Regions from separate parts of the Mus musculus genome. Here region 1 is linked to region 2. The links are chromatin contacts, called in public capture Hi-C maps. All regions are on one chromosome and are shown on one strand. The core of a region is the stretch at or near the end of the contact, and the rest is flanking DNA. Distances in the headings are between cores, read along the strand shown. Region 1 has its middle 21 kb from the start of C1qb. Region 2 overlaps Lactbl1 (lactamase, beta-like 1).

What was found. Capture Hi-C pulls out chosen DNA fragments and counts their contacts.
Region 1: a capture Hi-C map of embryonic stem cells shows a contact between it and region 2, with 7 times the contacts expected there. The contact joins two enhancer-like sites. A contact is called at or near these places in 1 of 39 promoter capture datasets (embryonic stem cells), 1 of 15 datasets of contacts at CTCF or cohesin (embryonic stem cells), 24 of 484 Hi-C or Micro-C datasets (the G1E-ER4 cell line, LSK cells, Th17 cells and 11 more), 13 of 115 datasets of contacts at active chromatin or transcription factors (craniofacial prominence, embryonic basal ganglia, embryonic forebrain and 8 more) and 2 of 9 other capture datasets (embryonic stem cells and pancreatic islet).

Annotation. Positions count from the first base shown.
Region 1 is chr4:136,863,486-136,866,900 of GRCm38.p6, reverse strand. No RefSeq gene overlaps it. Among named protein-coding and RNA genes, the nearest start is that of C1qb, 21 kb to the left of the region's middle. Within about 2 kb of position 1,575, at least 19 of the 459 cell types and tissues checked have an H3K27ac peak or open chromatin away from gene starts, as enhancers often do.
Region 2 is chr4:136,635,772-136,638,830 of GRCm38.p6, reverse strand. It overlaps Lactbl1 (lactamase, beta-like 1), which reads right to left. Exons shown (of 8, transcript NM_001243262.1): 7 at 2,959-3,059; 8 at 721-1,731. The coding sequence ends at 747. Among named protein-coding and RNA genes, the nearest start is that of Lactbl1, 15 kb to the right of the region's middle. Within about 2 kb of position 1,305, at least 76 of the 459 cell types and tissues checked have an H3K27ac peak or open chromatin away from gene starts, as enhancers often do.

The DNA of each region.
Region 1 (3,415 bases), core at 326-2,825, 230 kb before region 2:
GCATTGGGCCTGACTGACCAGCCCACAGAGGCAGCCTGGCATGCAGAAGGGCCAGTCCTAGCCCGAGCGCCCCCCCATAGGGCTTTGAGAGCTACCCCTTCTCCCTTTGAGACACATTTTCCCAGTCTGTAAGAGTATGGCCACCAGAGCTCTGGCACACACAAGAGTGTGCTAAGGAGAAGTGTCCTTGCCTAGAGTTAACACAGTGTAGACTCTCCTGACAGAAGCTCTTGAGCTGTTGGAAGCCTGAGGAGATAGAAAGCCAGGCCTAGGGCCTAAGTCCCCCCATCACAGCCTGGGCCCAGTGAAGGTGACCTGCAGTGTGGCTCTGAGATGCTGTGAGGCTGTGGAGGGGGTCTGGGGTCCCTTTGCTCAAAGGCAAAATTTACCATAAAGAAGACAGCTAGCATGGTCTCCTTCCTCTAAACCCTGTTCTAGGTGCTTCCAGAGTCTGGATGAAGCCTCACCAGGTAGGGAAGGACATTAGGCCATTTTCCCATGGACGGAAACTGCGTGAGGGAAGAGAGAACCTACACAGAGCCTCACCGCTCAGCTCAGGGAACATGGGTACCAAGCCACTCTTTGGAAGCACCTAATGAGGACCCGGCTGTGCATCGACACTTTGCAAGGCTATTGTCACCAGCATGAGAAGAAGGCCGTACTGCTCCATCCCTTCCAAAGCAGGATGGTGCAAAGGACCATGAAGGATTCTTTGACACCAAGGCTCTAAAAGGCTGCTGGGAGGTTCTTCTGGTGGCATAAGAGTCATATCCAAGACAAGTCTCTCACGGAGCACCTGCTGTGTCCCAGCACCTGCTGTGTCCCACGCTATGTAGTGAACCAGTGCTGAGGATGTGTTATCATCCCATTTTACAGGTAATGAAACTGAGATTCAGACAGGTGGAGTCACTCACGGGTTCACATTTAGCAGAAGCCAAACTCAGTAGTTCTCGTGTCTGGGAGGCTCCCCCTGCCCCCCGCCTCGACACTCATCCCCCCAGACAGACACTTGCCCCCCACCCCCCAGACAGACACTTGTCCCATCTAGCCTTTGGGCTCCAGATCCAGGACACACAGGCAGCTGCCACATGGCCCTGTCTCACGCAGCTTCCTCCCAGAATCCCCTAAGGGGTTAGCCTCCCAATGGCTCTGATTTGTCCCTCGGACCCACATTAAGAAGCACAGCCCTGCTCCTTGATCTGACAAATTGATTCTCTGCTCAGTGTTCTTGCTCCAGATAGTAAATTACTCATAAAAGATTCGCTCTGTCCCCAGAGTAGCCTCTTCCTCCCTGTGCCCAAAGCTCCCCCTGTACAGCCATGTTCAGTGCCCCATCTTGGGGGATCTGGGTGCCCTACAAAAGAAGGGAGCAGCAGAGCCTGGATTTTTCAGGAGGGAGGAACTTGTCTGTACCTTCATTCAAGAGGATCCCCAGATTGTACCTGAACTGACTGTTCCCCCAAATTCTCAGACAGAGGGTATGGAGAGTTCCTCAAGATAAGGCCAGGGGTGACCGGGAATAGATTCCCATTGTCTGAAGGGGAGTGGTCTCTTCTCTCCTCTTCCCTCGACCCTCGGTTGCCATGGCAACCACGGTGGGGGGTGGGCAGCTGGACCGATTGCTCTCGGCCAGGCTACCCAGCATGCTCTGCTCTCACCCAGTTTTCTCCCTCACTGCCCTCAGGCGGGTAGGGGGTGGGGGGTGATCCTGCTCTTTCCAAGTCAGTCAACGGTTCATGTCCAGGGTCATCCCGTTCAATCCCCTGCCTTCGGGCAAGACGGTATCCCCTGCATACCTCCCAAGACGGGGGTGGGGGAGGCTTTTATGAGTATAGTTTGACAAGGAATGACTGAGGTTCTCCCTTGAGGCCTCCAGAGTTAATGAAGTCAGTTAAAACCCGGGATTAGAGGGTCGGGGTCATGGGTACAGCCTGTTTGCAGAGTAAAACCCACCCCACCCCTAGCTCCCACCAGCTGTTTCAGAAATGCCTGATGCTAGTAGTCTAGGAGACCGGTAAGAGTTGGGACAGGTCCTGGCAACCCACCTGATACCCATGATCTCTGTCCTTTCCTGTGCATACCCTGCAGCCTGGGAGCCTTGCCTCCTTCCTCTCCAGCTAAAGACCTGTTTTCACAATAGTGCAGGCTACGTGAGTAAGCCCTCAAACCCAGGATGTCTTTCACAAATGTGAGGGGAAAAAAACAAAAAACAAAGAACATTTGGGTTGGTCTCTGTGATGGCTCCACCAGGTTCGAATTTGCCCAAAATGAGTCTGTCTCCCCCTTTTAAAATGTCTCTCTGCCCCATTGCTGGTCAGCGTGGTGACTCTTCTGGGAATGCCAGAACTCTGGAGGTTGAGGCGGGTGGAAAGCCATGCGTTCCGGGCCACCCTGGGCTACACAATGCTGTTGCTTTTTCCTTCTGGTCCTGCCTTGTTCTCCAGAGTACCACGGTTACAGGCATGCGCCTCTCAGCCCAGTACCTTTTTCACTGTGTTAACGTTGTGTAGTGTGTCCCTTCTTCCTCTGTAGTTAACTGTCCTCTGTAAACAAATGATTTGGAAATCTTAATGCTTGCCTTTGGTCAAGAGCAAGACGCTGGTGTGTAGGTCAGTAGCAAAGCATTTGCCTAGCATGCCCAAAGGCTTGGGTTCTAACCCAGCCCTGGAGAGAGAGGCTTTATTACTTTATTACAGCTGACTGTGCCTTGGCAGACAGAACTATATCATATGGGACTTTATAAATAGCCCAAGTGAAGTAGGCTTAAAACAAACTGTAAGAGCCAAACTTCCTGAGTTCAAATCCAGGCTCCGTTACTTATTAGCTGTGTGACCCTGGACAAGTTACTTACTCTCTCTGTGCCCATTTCTTATCTGCAGAATGGAGCTAGAAACCTCTCCTCCAGAGGGTTGTTTTGAGGACTTAACACGCTGATGAGCATGCCGCCCTCAGAACGGTGCTGGCACGTCTCATTAAACTCTTTAAAAATGTCGCTGATCAATATTTAAAGAGGGTGCATGAGAGCAAAGTTCCAAAAATAATTTGTATTCTCCGCTTCGCAGACATCTCTTTCTCCACGAAGTCCTTTTATCTGGTGTTTCTAATCTGGTGCTTTGTTGCAGGGCCGTGCTGCCAGACACCCACAATCTGCCCAGATGTCTCCTCCAGCTCCACCCACCCCACCCCCCACGTTTCAGCCCGTGTCTTCAAGCTTCGTCGACTCAGTGTCTGGTAGACTGTCCCCTGCTCTCTGCATGCACACCTGGATTTCTGTGACTCCCTCCAAGCCACAGGTCCAGCTCCTCTCAGGTCTAACCACTTCACAATAGTCACAATAGTGAGACTTCTAAAATGAAATGAATCCTCTCTTGCTCAGATGTCCACCATGGCTCCCTGGTGCCCCAGGATAAAGTCC
Region 2 (3,059 bases), core at 56-2,555:
AACTGTTGTTCTTTTTAAAAGTGTCTCCTGTGACCTGAAACTTCTGATTCACCCACCTCCTCCTCTCCAATCGTGGAGTCGCAGGTGGGAACCACCTCACTGTGTTTATAGGGTCCTGCACAAGCTCTCTATTTTCTGAGCAACACCCCACCCCAGCCCGATAAGAGTAGTTTTTAAGAGACACCGATCCTGGCCTTTTGTCCTTTTTTTCAACAGACACAAGCACTGGTCTGTATTATCGGGTCTGGACAACACCTAAATGTTTAAATGCTTACTGAAATTCCTGTATAACTAACTCTTCCTCTCAGGTGAGTAAGGGGAGTTTGAAACCAGCTGTGGTCCAAGAAGACTCCACTTTGCCAACTACTGTGTCCTCTGGTTGGTCTCCCTGCCAAGCCCCGGTAGGAAGCTGGAGGAAGGGGACCGCTGGAGTGGGATAGATCCCCATACAAGGGAGGTTGCGGGTATGAAGAGGCTCAAGTGGGGTGAGGCCAAAGGCAGAGGAGGTTGCCACGGGGATGGGGGTGAGCAAGAGGTTGTCAGGCAGTGTGGGGAAAGAGAGGCTGCAAGCATGAGAAGCTATGGGGTTAGGGGGAGGTTGGGGGGGGGGGGGTTGAGGAGACAGGGAGGCTGCAGATAAAAGGAAAGCTGCAGGTGGGCATGGGAAGGCTGGAGGCCCGCATAGGGGTTGCAAGCATGGGCAATGCAAAGGCATGTGTGGGCGCATGCACGTAGGGATGCCCAGCTCACTGGGAGCTGAACACTGGCCTGCGTGGCAAGCGCAGCACTCCGTAGGTGTTGAGGCCCGGTACGTCGAAGCCCGGCGCCAACCCGTGGCGATCCAGTGGGTAGAACCGCACCAGCTGGCCGTGCTGGGACTCCAGAGACAACCAGGCGTCGGCGAGCGGCAGCGCGCACGGGAACTCGCGCGCCACGTGCAACTGGAAGACGCGGCCGCGCACGTGGCGCAGGGCGAGCGATCGGAAGGCGGCGGGCACGAGCGCCTCCACGCGCGGCCCAAACTGGCGCAAGCGCAGCTCGCCACGCGGCCCGGCGGCGCGCACCTCGTAGAAGGTGCGGTTGGCGAAGGTGAAAAAGCCAGCGAACGGGCGCGCGCGGGGCGGGGGCGCGGGGGCAAGCTCAGCCTCTCGCAATGCGCGCTCCAGGGCTGGCAGCAGCGTATCCAGGGCGTCAGCCACCAGGTCGCGCGTGGGAGGGCGAGGCCCGGCTAGCAACAGCACAAATCCCAAGCGCAGCGGTGGCACGAGCGCCAGGCTGGCGGCATAGCCGTCCAAGTCGCCATCCTTGCGCGCCACGCGGTATCCACGCCTCTCGTGGAACTCCCAGGGTGTACCGGTTTCACTAGCAAAGTAGCCGTGGGCGCAGGCGCGTAGTGGTGCTAGCAATGTGGCCAGGCTGTCGGGCCGTAGCAGCCGTCGGGGACCTGCACCCAGGAGCGCAGCCGCAAGCCTGGCCAGGTCTGCAGCTGTCGAGTACATCTGGCCCGATGGCCGGTACCAGCCCAGATCGTAGAGCGGGGCGGACCTGCCGCTGCCATAGAAGCCAGCAGCCAGACGTGCACGCACTGTTCCTGTCAGTGCAAAGCCGGTGTCACTCATCCCCAGCGGTTCCAGCACCTGCTCAGACACCCAGCGCTCATAGTCGCCCTGTGCCCTGTGCGCAGCCAGCACATGGGCTAGGAGAGAGAAGGCCAGCGTGCTGTAGTGGCATCTGGAGGGAGAAAGGGGGCAAGGATAGGGTGCTCTACATGATCTCCAGGACAGTGTGGTGGCACCAGGAGGGAGAGAAAGGAAGCAAGGCCAGTCTAGTATTTGGCGAAGCAGAGGGAAATCTGGCCCTGTCCACTTGTCTTATCCCTCACTCCCTACCCCAAGTTCGCAAAGCTAAACTTCCTGTTCATAGGTCAGACCTTTCTTTAACTGTTTACTATTGATATCCATCATGGCAAAACTCTATTTGTGTCGTTTATTTCTTCGCTGTGACTCCCTCACCAGTGCAAACTGTAAAAAGGGCCTTCGTCATTGTGGTGGATTAAATTTGCTTGGCCCTTGGGAAGTAGAACTATTAGGAGGTGTGGCCTCATCGGAGGAGGTGTGGCCTCATTGGAGGAATTGTAGGTGGGCTTTGAGGCCTCCTATGCATAAGCTCCGCCCAGTATGGCATTACAATCCCCTTCTGCTGTTTTCAGCTCAACATGTAGAATTCTCAGCTCCTCCAGCACCCTATCTGCCTGCACACTGCCTTGCTTTCCATTATGATGATAGTGGACTCAACCTCTGAAGCTGTAAGCCATTTGAACTTCAAATGAAATGTTTTCCTTTATAAAAGTTGTTTTGGTCATGGTGTCTCTACACAGCAGTAAAAACCTAACTTAAGATGTGTTTGCTGCTGTAGCCAGATGCAGTCTCCTTGATTGCTTCTGGTGTCTTGTTTTTGGTTTTGGTTGGTTGCTTTAGAAAATCTCATTGTGTAACCTAAACTGGCCTGCATCTCTCTAGTCCCTGTCTCTGCTTCCCAAATGTTATGATTAAGTAGATTCTTTTTTGTTTTTTTAAGATTTATTTATTTTATGTATAAGAATGTTCTGTCTGCATGTACACCTGTGTGCCAGAAGAGGGCATCAGATCCCATTATTGAGAGCCACTATGTGGTTGCTAGGAATTGAAGTCAGGACCTCTGGAAGAACAGCCAGTTCTTAACTGCTGAGCCATCTCTCCAACCCCCAAGTAGACTCTTAATAAATCCAGTTGATGAGGGACAGGGAGACTGGAACAGACCTGGGTTCTGGGTCCAGCTCTCCCAAACCTTGCTATGCTTGCCCCTACAGGCTTTAGTCTTTCTGGGTATCTGATGGACTCTATTCAGCGATCCCCAGAACCTTCCTGACTCTGACCATCTGGTAGGATGTGTGGCTGGACTTCAGGGCACGCTCCTCACCTGGTTCCTGGGTCAGCCACCAGGACATCATCCTTGAGCAGGCTCAGAGCCTCCTGGGTGCTGCCCCTCCACAGCAGTGAAGTGCCCCGGAGTCTTCGGGG